Linked DNA regions of Mus musculus: regions 1 and 3 are each linked to region 2. The links are chromatin contacts, called in public ChIA-PET and Hi-C maps. All regions are on one chromosome and are shown on one strand. Each heading gives the region's core, a stretch centred on a gene start, on an enhancer-like site or on the middle of the called end of the contact. The rest is flanking DNA. Distances are from core to core; before and after follow the strand shown. Region 1 overlaps Paqr5 (progestin and adipoQ receptor family member V). Region 2 has its middle 20 kb from the start of Gm34770. Region 3 has its middle 6.1 kb from the start of Gm51682.

Region 1 (3,454 bases), core at 138-2,637, 300 kb after region 2:
TGGCTTCTAGCGTACTCTTCACTTCCTGTCCAAGTGCCACAGAATCTTCACATCCTCCTTATAAAGAAGAGTCCTGGATTGACCTCAGGATGGAGGGTGGTGGTGGTGGAGGTGGTGGCGGCATCTCTCCATGTTCCCATCAGTCTCGGGAGTCAGGCCTCAGGCCTCCACTTTCTGCCATGATGCACCCCTCCCACACTGCTAAGCAGGGACTGTTGAGAGGTACAACTGTCATCCCTTAGGGTACAGGACACTCCAGTCCTACTCTGAGAAACAGAATTATGTCTCCCTTCAACTTTACACATTAAAATACTACTACCCCAACACCCTGTATTTGAAGCTGGCCTCGAATTCCCCATGTAGACAAGGATGACCTCGGACTTCTGATCCTCCTGCCTAAGTACTGAGATGACAGGAGTGTACCACCATTCTCTGATGGAGAGCAAACCTATGGCTTCATTCATTCTAGGCAAGGGTTCTAGCTGAGCTACAACCTCAGCCCTGGCAACAGGGTCTCCCCGAGAGGATGACACTTAAAATTAAGCCATTTAGAGTGGGTTGTTATCCAGTGTGGCTGGTGACTTTCAGAAGAGGAAGTCTGGATTGACAGAGTTCCCAGGTGTGGACCCCAGTGAAGAGGCTACAAGAAGGAGGCCCCAGAGGAACAGCCCTGCCCTCACCTGATCTTGGCCTTCCGGTACCCGAGCTGAGAGGAGATAGCCAGTAGGATCTAATCCTCAGCGCTTCCTCCCTGGTTTGTCAGCGTCATCCCTAAACCGGCTCTTTGGCAGGTCACCCAAGGGTCTCACTGCACTTGGTGGCTTGTATAAGAGTCTGCAATTATTTATGTATGATTATCTGGGACACTTTTATGTAGCCCAGGCTGAACTTGAACTCATTATGTAGGTGAAACTGGCCTCGAACTCCTGAACCTCCTGCTACTGCCTCTAGAGAGCTGGAACTATAAGGCTGCCCCAGCAGGCCTGGAGGAGAGGCGGCGTTTCTAACAGGCTTCCTGGCAGACACTGACACCTCTGTCCTTGCAACCCAGCTGCCACCTCTGTGCCCAGAGTCCAGTTTCTCTCAGAAGGGGATGTTGCCTTTAAGTAAGGACAACAAGATGGAGACAGGGTAGGGTGTTAAGGTTTGAGTCTAAAATACCCCCATGGGATCATGCACTGGGGGCGTGGCTGTCTGCCACTGATGGGCCTTTGGGAAATGACTGGATACTGAGGGTTCTAACCTAGACAGACAGTGGATGGATGTCCTGATGGAAGTGTGCTCTAAGCTTTATGAGAGGTGTGGAAAGGCAGGCGGTGGGGCCTGGTTAGAGGAAGTTGATCAGTGGAGGTTACCATGGGAACTCTACCTTGTCTTGGTCCCTTCCTGTGTCCCTTTTCTCTGCTTCCTGATTGCTGTGCTGTTAGCTGCTGGGCCACACCCTCCCTGCTGTGACATACTGAAATCTCTGAGCCTACTCCTTCCTCCTTTGAAGCTGTTTGAACCAGGTGCAGTGAAAACACTAAGCTTAGCATTAGTGGCGCACGCCTTTAGTCCTAGCACTTGGGAGGCAGAGGCAGGTGGATCCCTGAGTCTACAGAGCTAGTTCTAGGATAGCCAGGGCTACACAGAGAAACCCTGTCTCAAGACAAAACAAACAAATAAACAAACAAGAATGTTATGGAACATAAACACAAAAGGACGTGAAAGGCTGGCACAGGGAAAAGACAAAAACCAGGGTGTATCTAGGTTGAGGTTTGCAGGCAGAAAGGTCAGAGTGATGCAAAGTTGCTGGATTTCAAGATGGAGCCAAGGAGTGGGAAGAGCAAGGAGCTCTTCTCTCTGCGTCTTAACTGGGATTCTGGCCCATCCACCCACAGCACACTTGCACTGTACAGGGCTGGAAGATAATGATTGCTGGTCTATTGCCCTTCCTTTTGTTTCTTCAGTGCTAGGTATGGAACCTGGGGTCTGAAGTGTGTGAGGCTGTTACATAAGCCACCAAATTTGTAAGAACTGGTTAAGGAAGTAGAAGGAAGCTATCAAAGGCCAGAATTTGACAAAAATCCCAAGCCAGGCAGGGTGCACATGGTTTGAGTTGCTTGCTGGAGTTGGTAGCTTTTTTTTTTCTTCCAGATTTTTTATTTCATGTGTGGGTTATTTTGCGTGTAATGTCTGTACATCATGTGTATGCAGTGCCTGTGGAGGCCAGAAGAGGGCGTTGCATCCCTTGGAACTGGTGTTACAGACAGCTGGAAGTTAACATGGGCTAGGAACCAAACCTGGGTCCTCTGTATAAGTAGCCAATGCGTTTATGCACTAAGCCATCTCTTCAGCCCCTGAAGGCTTTTTTTTTGGGGGGGGGGAGCAGTTCAGAGGTGTGTACTTCATTCTCTAAATGATTCCAGGATAACTTCCTAAAATATGTAGGCAATTTGACCTTAAACTATGTTCATTTCGACCAGTGAGAAGGCTAAGAAAAGTGAACATGTGGATTTCATTTAGATAAGATACACAATGATTAGAAGGAGTCAATGAAACAAGAGAGCTCCAATTTGGTCTGTTGTGGGTAATTATATTAATTATGACTATGAGTTCTCTATTGATATTTGTTATAGGATATTGTTAGCCAAAGCTTAAAAAAATGTATCTACATGTATCTATGATGGACTACATAACAAGAACCTTTATCTCAATCCTCTTTCCAAATTAGGTTGAACTATTTCACTTTATAAAGAAGTTTTAAACTAGACATTTTTGACTAAGGGTGTAGTTCAGTTGGTAGAGTGCTGTACTAAGGAGAGTTACTGGATACCAAGGAAGATTACAGAAAACTCTCAGCTGGGTGTGGCAATTCACACCTGTAACCCCAGCACTGGGAAGGCAGAGGCAGATGGCTCTCTGTGAGTTTGAGGCCAGTTTGGGCTACATAGTGACCTCCTGGACAGCCAGACCTATGTAGAAAGATGATCCTGTCTCAAAACAAATAAAAACAAAACCTCCCAATAATTCAGGGCCTTCTGCTAGTCTGCATATGGGATTCTGGTCAGAATCTATGCTGTCTCTGAGAACCATGACGTCTCTAACAGGAAACGCTCCAGTCTTGGCAGTCCCGGGGAGCAAGCACAAAGCTGTCCTCAGGAATCCAGCTTTGCTCAAGTATGCACATTCAAGAACAGAGCATCTCAAGGGAGGGGTGGCAGCAAGAGCAGGGCCAGAAATGGAGTCCCAAGGGTTGCAGAGATGGCTCCGTGATTGAGGGCACCTGTTCTTCCAGCTAACCCAGGTTCCGTTCCCAACAGGGTAACTCACAACCTAGTTCCAGGAGACTCAGTGCCCTCTGCTGGCCTCTGTGGGCAGTACATGGAGCTAAACACCCACACCCTAAAATAAAATCAAAATCTCAAAAAAAAAAAATTTTTTTTTTAAGAGGGTAGGGGGAGTGAAGTCTCAG
Region 2 (3,494 bases), core at 664-3,163:
AACTGAGGCCCAGCATAGTGGGGCATCTGGGGAAAGGTGGGTTGATGGAGAGGCTCTCTTTCTGAAGAGCAAGGGCTCTCAGGGACTTGTAAATCCTTTTGGGGGGCAACCAGGCTGGAAGTGAAGGGCCTCTCTGAGGAGACCCGGAGGCAGTTAAAGAAAATAACTAGCTAATTTGCTGCTTAGTCAGGCGTGGGTCTATCTCACATTCTAAAACTGAGGTAACAGCTGATGTGATTTAAGAGCCCACGGAGATAAAATGAAGTGTAATTACTTCACGTTATTTTATTTTCTGTGACATTCATGCAAGACACCCCTACTCCACTTTCACCTGCATCAGAAATGCTCTCTCTCCACTAATGTGCACTGCAATCTTCCCAGGCCTGTCTGTGCCTGACTGGGCTCCATGACGTCTGGCCATGATGGGCCAGCTTTGGGGAGTCCTTAGTGCCTCAAAGAGGGCAGACTTTGAGGGACAAAGAAAGAAGGGTAACTAAGACATTCTGTATCTCTCTTACACACACACACACACACACACACACACACAGAGAGAGAGAGAGAGAGAGAGAGAGAGAGAGAGAGAGAGAGAGAGAGAGAGCAAGAAAACCACATCCAGTCTGGACTGAAAAAGCAACGGTGAAGGGTGACTACCCCACCCAGTAAATCAAGATGTGGGATTCAAACCACTTCCGCCCTCAGCTTCAGGTCAAGAGCGTCACGTATCTGCATAAGACCTCACAGGGGCGGAGTTGCTGCTGCCAGGATGGGAGTGCAAAACCCCACTCAGGTGACAGGTCACACACCCATGGACACAGCCAAGTAGAGGAGAGGCCAGAATGAAATGACAGATCTGTTCACCTCACGAGACAGGACCACTGGACTCCATTCTCCAAGATCCCAAGGACACAGAGGTGTATAGGCCACAGTCCTTGAACCAAACCAAGATGGCTCTGGCACCAATTCCTGCTGAGCTTCTGCAATGTTCTATACCCATCTCCTAGGCCTGAGATTCTCTCTATGTAGGGACCCCTCATGGACTCAGACACTGAACCCACAGGGTATATTAAGAGGCTCAGACCCGGGCTGAGGCAGTGACTCAGCTAGTGAATGGAGTTTACCCTGACATGGCCTGATGACCAAACGCCCACCCCTGGAACTCATGTAAAGGTAGCAGGAGAAAACCAACTCCACAACATTGTCTCTGCCTACACACACACACACACACACACACACACACACACACACACTACAGAATGTGCGTCCACATACACTAACTTCAATGATAACATAATAGAGGTGACTTTTGAAGGGGTCCAGCCCTTCACTTCAGAGGGCATACTGGTTGACGGCCAGTAGCCCTCTTTGTGCAGAAGGCTCTCTCTACCGCTGGCAGGCATTCCCCATTATCCCAGATGCAAGGAGCCTTAGAGACCACAGTTCTTAGTTTTAGGTGCTGAAGCTACTAAGCTCCTTTCCATCGGATTCCCCATCCCCTTGGGGAGCTTATGATGTTGCTCCAGTGAACTGGCCCACGCCTGCCTGCTGTGCAAGGATCCCAGGTTGTCAGTCTCTCGTCTGCAGACAACTGCAGCCCCTGCGGCGTTACCCAGTCTCAGCTGTGTCTGTAATGTCTATGCAGGCTTATAGACTGGGTCAATTCTTTCTCTCCTTCTGATCTCATCTCTAAAGTGGGGAGGCTAGACAGAGGAAGAGCTTACTCCTTTTCCACATTTGGCTTTGTGTCTGTCCCCAGGGACACCCCGGAGCAAGGACTCAGCCAGTAAGGGCAACAACGCCACAGCAGTCGTGAATGGAAGAGAAGCCCTATGTTTCCACGTTCTGGGTCCAGTGTGCATTCTGTGCCCTAGAGACAGAGACAGGGAGGCAACCCCACAGCCTGAGATGAGGAAGTACGCTCTCCACATCTGAGCTACTTCTAGGGTGAGGGAGGGGCCTCAACTTGATGGTTTCTAGGGAGAGAGAGTTTGTGGCAGGAAGCAGGCCAGAAAAAAAAAAAAAAACCTAAAAACAAAAACAAAACCAGAATCAGCCGGGGAACATCAGCTTGCCACACAGCCTCCCAGGACCTTGGTGGAGAGTCACTGGTACAATGCATCCCCAGAAGTCTTGGAAGGAGACGGGGGTGGGGGTGGGGTGGGGGTGGGGGTGGGGGTGGGGGGGGGCGGGGGGGGCGGGGGGGGAGGAGAGTAGGTTGGGGTTGGGCACTTTCAGGAAAGCTACTGACATGGCTGGGGACAAATAGCATTGTGCAACTTCAGATAAGGTGTGAAGCAGGTGAGACCACATTCAGCTCACACTCAGCGAGAAGGGCTCCTCTTCCTCAGGAACTGGAGCACAGATGTCTACCGTGGTAGCCAGATCTGAGTTGAGGCTCCTCCACCTGTAAACTGGAGGCCTTGGTATTTTGTGGATGTTTCAAGCCCAGGCCTTCGTTTCCTGAGAATAACAACAACTCCTCTTTCAGCATAGGGCCACAAGGTTTAAAAGGTTTGAGTGCTTGGCATATATTAGGGCTCAGCCAACGGCTGCAGAGATGAAGGCTGGAGACTCGGGGAATGCCCAGAAACTCTTTTGATTATTTTGCTGTCTCAAGGGGTCCAGATCTGCAACTGACTCAGAAATATGCCCCACCTCTCCACCCCATCCCCAATTCTTCCTCTAACCCCCACTCCTCCCTGTCCCCCACCCCACCCCATCTCTCTTCTCTGTCTCTCTGTCTCTGTCTCTGTCTGTCTCTGTCTGTCTCTGTCTCTCTCTGTCTCTCTGTCTCTCTGTCTCTCTGTCTCTCTGTCTCTCTCTCTCTGTGTGTGTGTGTGTGTGTGTGTGTGTGTGTGTGTGTGTGTGTATGTGTAAAAGAGAAACAACTGTCCTTCCTGGTCTTCCCCAGACATAAGAAAACAATAGGTACACCCCTCACACACACACACACACACACACACACACACACAAAATACAGCAAGCTGGAGGAAAGCAAGCAGCACACAGCCAGCCTCCTCTGCTCCAGCAGCAGCAGCAGAGCCAGGATCACCTGCAGGTACCACAGTAGCAATGCCCAGAGTTTCTGGTGCCTCCTAGAGCTCCTCTTGGGATGACTGATGCCATATTAGGAACTCAGAGTGGCCTAAGAAGGAGCACTGAGGAGTGTGTGCTGCTGGCCCTTGAAAGGTTGGCCTCCCAGAGTTCTGCTGAGTGCTGGAGATGGAAATGAACGACAGAGTCCTGGTTGGGGGGGAGACCCACACCACCCCAGAAAGGCTCCCTTGTAGCAGGGAAGTAACTTCCTCTCACTGGGCCCCAGCTCTTCTACAGGAAATGAGGGGCGTGCCTTAAGTGAGATCTCAGAGCCCCTCTAGCCATGGGATGACACTGAATGTGGCTGGGCACTTCCCAGGCTTCAGTCCTATTCAAGAAGCACAGGCTGTGGCCTGTGTACCAGGCACCTGTGCCGACCCGGGAGGAGATGGCACATCCTG
Region 3 (3,674 bases), core at 1,154-3,653, 430 kb before region 2:
AACTCTTATAAGGACAACTATTGTCCTTTATTTAATTTATTATTTTTAAATTAATTTATTATTAATTTTATTTATTTAATTGGTACTGGCTTACAGGCTCGGAGGTTCAGTCCATTATCATCAAGGCAGGAACATGGCAGCATCCAGGCAGACACGGTGCAGAAAGAGCTGAGAGTTCTACATCTTCATCTAAAGGCTGCTAGGAGAAGACTGGCTCCCACGTGGTTAGGAGGAGGGTCTCATTGCCCACCCCCACAGTGACACACTTCATCCAACAAGGCCACACCTACTCCCACCAAATTACAGGTAATAATGTCACTCCCTGGGCCAAACATATTCAAACCACCACATTCACCCATTGTATTGTTAAATGATTGCCTCCTTAGTTGCTCTTGATTTAGCCCTGGTCTTTTCTGAAAGACAGTCCTGGTTGGTCAAGGTGATTGAGAACTTACACTTGAGAGTTCTCCTTGGATAAGGCTCACAATGGCCTCCTCCTTACATACTACCTGAAGTCAGGAGTTTAGCTCCTACTCTAGTCCTCTCCAGCCCCTGGCACCTCCTGGAGAAGCCTTTTGTAAATCCTCCTCTCTGGATTACATCTGGGGCTCTCTCCCCCTCCCCACACCCCAGTCCTCTAACAGAACCACTTAATTACCACCAGGGAGACAGAAGTTCATTCACTCAGGGAACTCAGCTGAGAAACTGGGGCCTGGGATTAGAGTCTGTGTCACCTGATCCCGAGGCCTTTCCATTGAATCCCTGTCCCAGTTCCGCCTTTGATTCTCAGCTCTCTGCCTCTCCCGGCTTTTTTTCCAGCAACATGCCTCAGACTGGCTGAATCCTGAATGGCATTGCCTCCTTTGTCATCTGTACTGTATTGTGCAGTGTCACCTACCTTCAGCAGCTTGCTTCCCTGATGCTCCGGGATGAGAATGCCTTTAAGCCCCCATCAGTCTCTCTTCTCAGTGGCCTGTAATTCTGATTGCTTGTCTGTAAGTTCTTGAGACCCAACCCTTGGCCCACAGCTCAAGGGACTCTCAGGACATATGTATAAAATGCATGGATGAATAAATGCTGTAAATTCAGTGCCCCACCTCCATTTTCTTCCTAGTCAGCTGGACCTGCATGAAACAGTCCAGCAGATGCCCTGCTCTCTGGAAGTCAATCATGTATGAGTGACTCTGATAATTAGAGCCAGCCCCTTGCCTAAGACTTTCTAGCTCCCTGCCTTGAACCTCAGATGAACCAAACTCTATAAGAGTCTAGCAGTTTCTGTGTAGATTTTCATGTCTTTGTTCTTGCCATCATTTATCTACCCATCGAACACAGTCCACCCACCTGACCTCATCTATTCAGATCATCTATGTATTCACCCACCCATCCATCTGAGCACATGTCTCATCCAACAGACTTTTCTTGTATGCCAGGCTTTTTGTTCCTACCATCTCTGTGGCTCTCACATCCCCTGAAGAGTCCTCTGCAGCTGGCCAGAGAGTCATCCCTCTACCTCCCATCACTCCCAGAGAGGAAATGAAATATAGACTTCAAAGTCTTTACAAGGGGGATAGAACATAGCAAGAAGCCTACGATAACTATTATTGTAGAAGGGACTGAGTTGGTATTAAGCATGGTAGTGCAGGCCTGCCATCCCAGTACTTACTTAGAAGCCGAGCAGGATTGTGAGAATGGGGCCAGCCTGGCCTACAAAGCAAGGCCTTATCTCAACAAAATAAATAAATACATACATACATACACACACACACACACACACACACACACACACACACACACACATACATACATACATACATACATAAATGGTTTAAATTCCAAATCAAAATCAAACGAGACTCCTGAGTTTACTGAATGCTTTGTAAATGGCAGACACTTAATCGTCCTGAGTCAGGCTGGGCGACACGAAGGAAGATGGCCGTCTCTCAGAGCCGCACAAAGGGGCAAAAGTTTGTCTTTTTATCTTGTTCAGCAAAAAGATCAGAATTGTCAGAATAGAACTGGGGAGATGTAAAAGCAATTAATCAGGCCCCTGCCTCAGTGCTTAGCGCTCTTGCTCGACTTCTCTAGCTTAGCTTCCCCATCTTTCTTAGCTGAGAAGGCGAAGGAAGCAGCAGGTTTCTGAGACATTTTTTTGCTAATGGGCTGAAATATTACACCCATAATTATAGCCTAGCTGGGTTTTTTTTCTTCTTGCTCATTTTGTTTAGCATGGCAAACAGTGTATCTGATTACAGCCATTCATGTCTTCCTTAAGAAATGGGCTTTATCATACACGGCAGACGGGATCAGCCTACTCTGGGGAAATTGTCCAGGTTGAGGAAACCCTCTGCGGGCCTCTGAAGGGAAGTGGTGGGTGGCGGGGTGCTTCCTCTTAGTGTAGAGGAAGGCAGGCCAGGGAGGATGAAAGTGCAGCCTGTTCCCTTCTCTCCCTCCGCTGTCTCTGCTGACACAGGCCCTGTCCCCTTCTGCTCCTACCTCTGGCCCTTGTAAGATGTCCTCCTCTTTCTCTTCCCCTTGGAGCCTCACAATGGGAGTGTGGTGTGCTGGCTGACCCCACACGGCTTTACAAGATATCAAACATGGCAGAAACAGTTTGTGCCCGCACAGACTCTGTCTAGCTATAAAGACAAGGAATTATAATTACAATAAAATTAAGAAATTATAATTACAATAAAATTAAGATTATATAATTTCATGTCGTGATGTTACCGAACTTGAAGTCACAGTCTGTACCCCAAGGAGTCAGCTTCTGCCACCTCTCCTCAAGAAGAAATGAAACAAGTTAATAGAAAAGAATGCAGAAAAAAATGAGATTTGTTGAAATGTTCCCACTTTGGGAAGAGGAACAAAGAGCTCCAGAGTCTCACTCAAGTTTCAGTTGAGTGAAATGAGTCTGATGATCAACTGGAGGGCTACAGGTGTCTCTTCAGAATATATTCATTTCTGCCAGGCCAGTTACAATGACCTATGCATTAATAAGTAATAAGAATGAATAAACCAATAATAGCAGTAAGTATGAAATCACCTTTCCAACAAGGTTTATCCTGACCACCCTACTTAAAATTACACCCCCAGGCCTGGTATGGTGCCACACACGTTCTCATCTGGGAAGCGGAGGTAAGAGGATTAAGAGTTTGATGCCACCCAGACTGGAGCATTCTCCTAGCAGAGAGGGATTCTTCTCAAAACTAACTGACAAATATAAAGAGGGTACCCCCCATCAGTGATAATCACCCCCAAACTGCTGTATGGAAGCCATGTCACCTTGTAGAGTAGATATAATTTACTTAATGTATCCATTATCTGTCTCCTCCTCCCTGCTCCCTCCATAAAGAAGAAGAGTGTTGTCAGCGGCATTGGCTTTAGACACTGATATATCCTGTAGAGCAGCTAGGGGAACAGTTGACCTCCAAGGACTTGTGACAACATGGGAAAACATTTGAATGGTCACAACTGGAAGGACGTTGCCTGCAGCATCTGGTAAATAGAGGTCACTGATGCTGCTTGGCCTCCCACAATGCACTTCTCAGAACCATCCTTCCCAAATGCCCAAGGTCAGGACTCCCTGCAGTAGTGTGTGAGAGCATGTAGTAAGGGCTTCTAATTCACAAAGGTGACCTCAGAAAGCCCCTGTGAGAGGAGGGCCTGCTGTTGGA

Evidence for each region. A called contact is a pair of places that touch in the nucleus more often than the background predicts. ChIA-PET counts read pairs in DNA pulled down with a chosen protein or histone mark.
Region 1: an RNA polymerase II ChIA-PET map of memory CD8 T cells shows a contact between it and region 2, with 8 read pairs. The contact joins two enhancer-like sites. A contact is called at or near these places in 1 of 484 Hi-C or Micro-C datasets (CD4 T cells), 1 of 115 datasets of contacts at active chromatin or transcription factors (memory CD8 T cells) and 1 of 9 other capture datasets (pancreatic islet).
Region 3: a contact with region 2 is called in a Hi-C map of bone marrow-derived macrophages, with 17 read pairs. The contact joins two enhancer-like sites. A contact is called at or near these places in 5 of 484 Hi-C or Micro-C datasets (B cells, bone marrow-derived macrophages, embryonic stem cells and 2 more) and 6 of 115 datasets of contacts at active chromatin or transcription factors (embryonic stem cells, pancreatic cancer cells and regulatory T cell precursor).

The regions. Positions count from the first base shown.
Region 1 is chr9:61,982,039-61,985,492 of GRCm38.p6, forward strand. The region is part of intron 2 of Paqr5 (progestin and adipoQ receptor family member V); the gene reads right to left. All of the region lies in intron 1 of Gm35152 (a long non-coding RNA gene), which reads left to right. Among named protein-coding and RNA genes, the nearest start is that of Gm35152, 7.1 kb to the left of the region's middle. Within about 2 kb of position 1,388, at least 75 of the 459 cell types and tissues checked have an H3K27ac peak or open chromatin away from gene starts, as enhancers often do. A contact at or near this core is called in memory CD8 T cells, where this site is marked.
Region 2 is chr9:61,679,213-61,682,706 of GRCm38.p6, forward strand. No RefSeq gene overlaps it. Among named protein-coding and RNA genes, the nearest start is that of Gm34770, 20 kb to the left of the region's middle. Within about 2 kb of position 1,914, at least 110 of the 459 cell types and tissues checked have an H3K27ac peak or open chromatin away from gene starts, as enhancers often do. A contact at or near this core is called in B cells, bone marrow-derived macrophages, memory CD8 T cells and 1 more, where this site is marked.
Region 3 is chr9:61,249,493-61,253,166 of GRCm38.p6, forward strand. No RefSeq gene overlaps it. Among named protein-coding and RNA genes, the nearest start is that of Gm51682, 6.1 kb to the right of the region's middle. Within about 2 kb of position 2,404, at least 73 of the 459 cell types and tissues checked have an H3K27ac peak or open chromatin away from gene starts, as enhancers often do. A contact at or near this core is called in B cells, bone marrow-derived macrophages and regulatory T cell precursor, where this site is marked.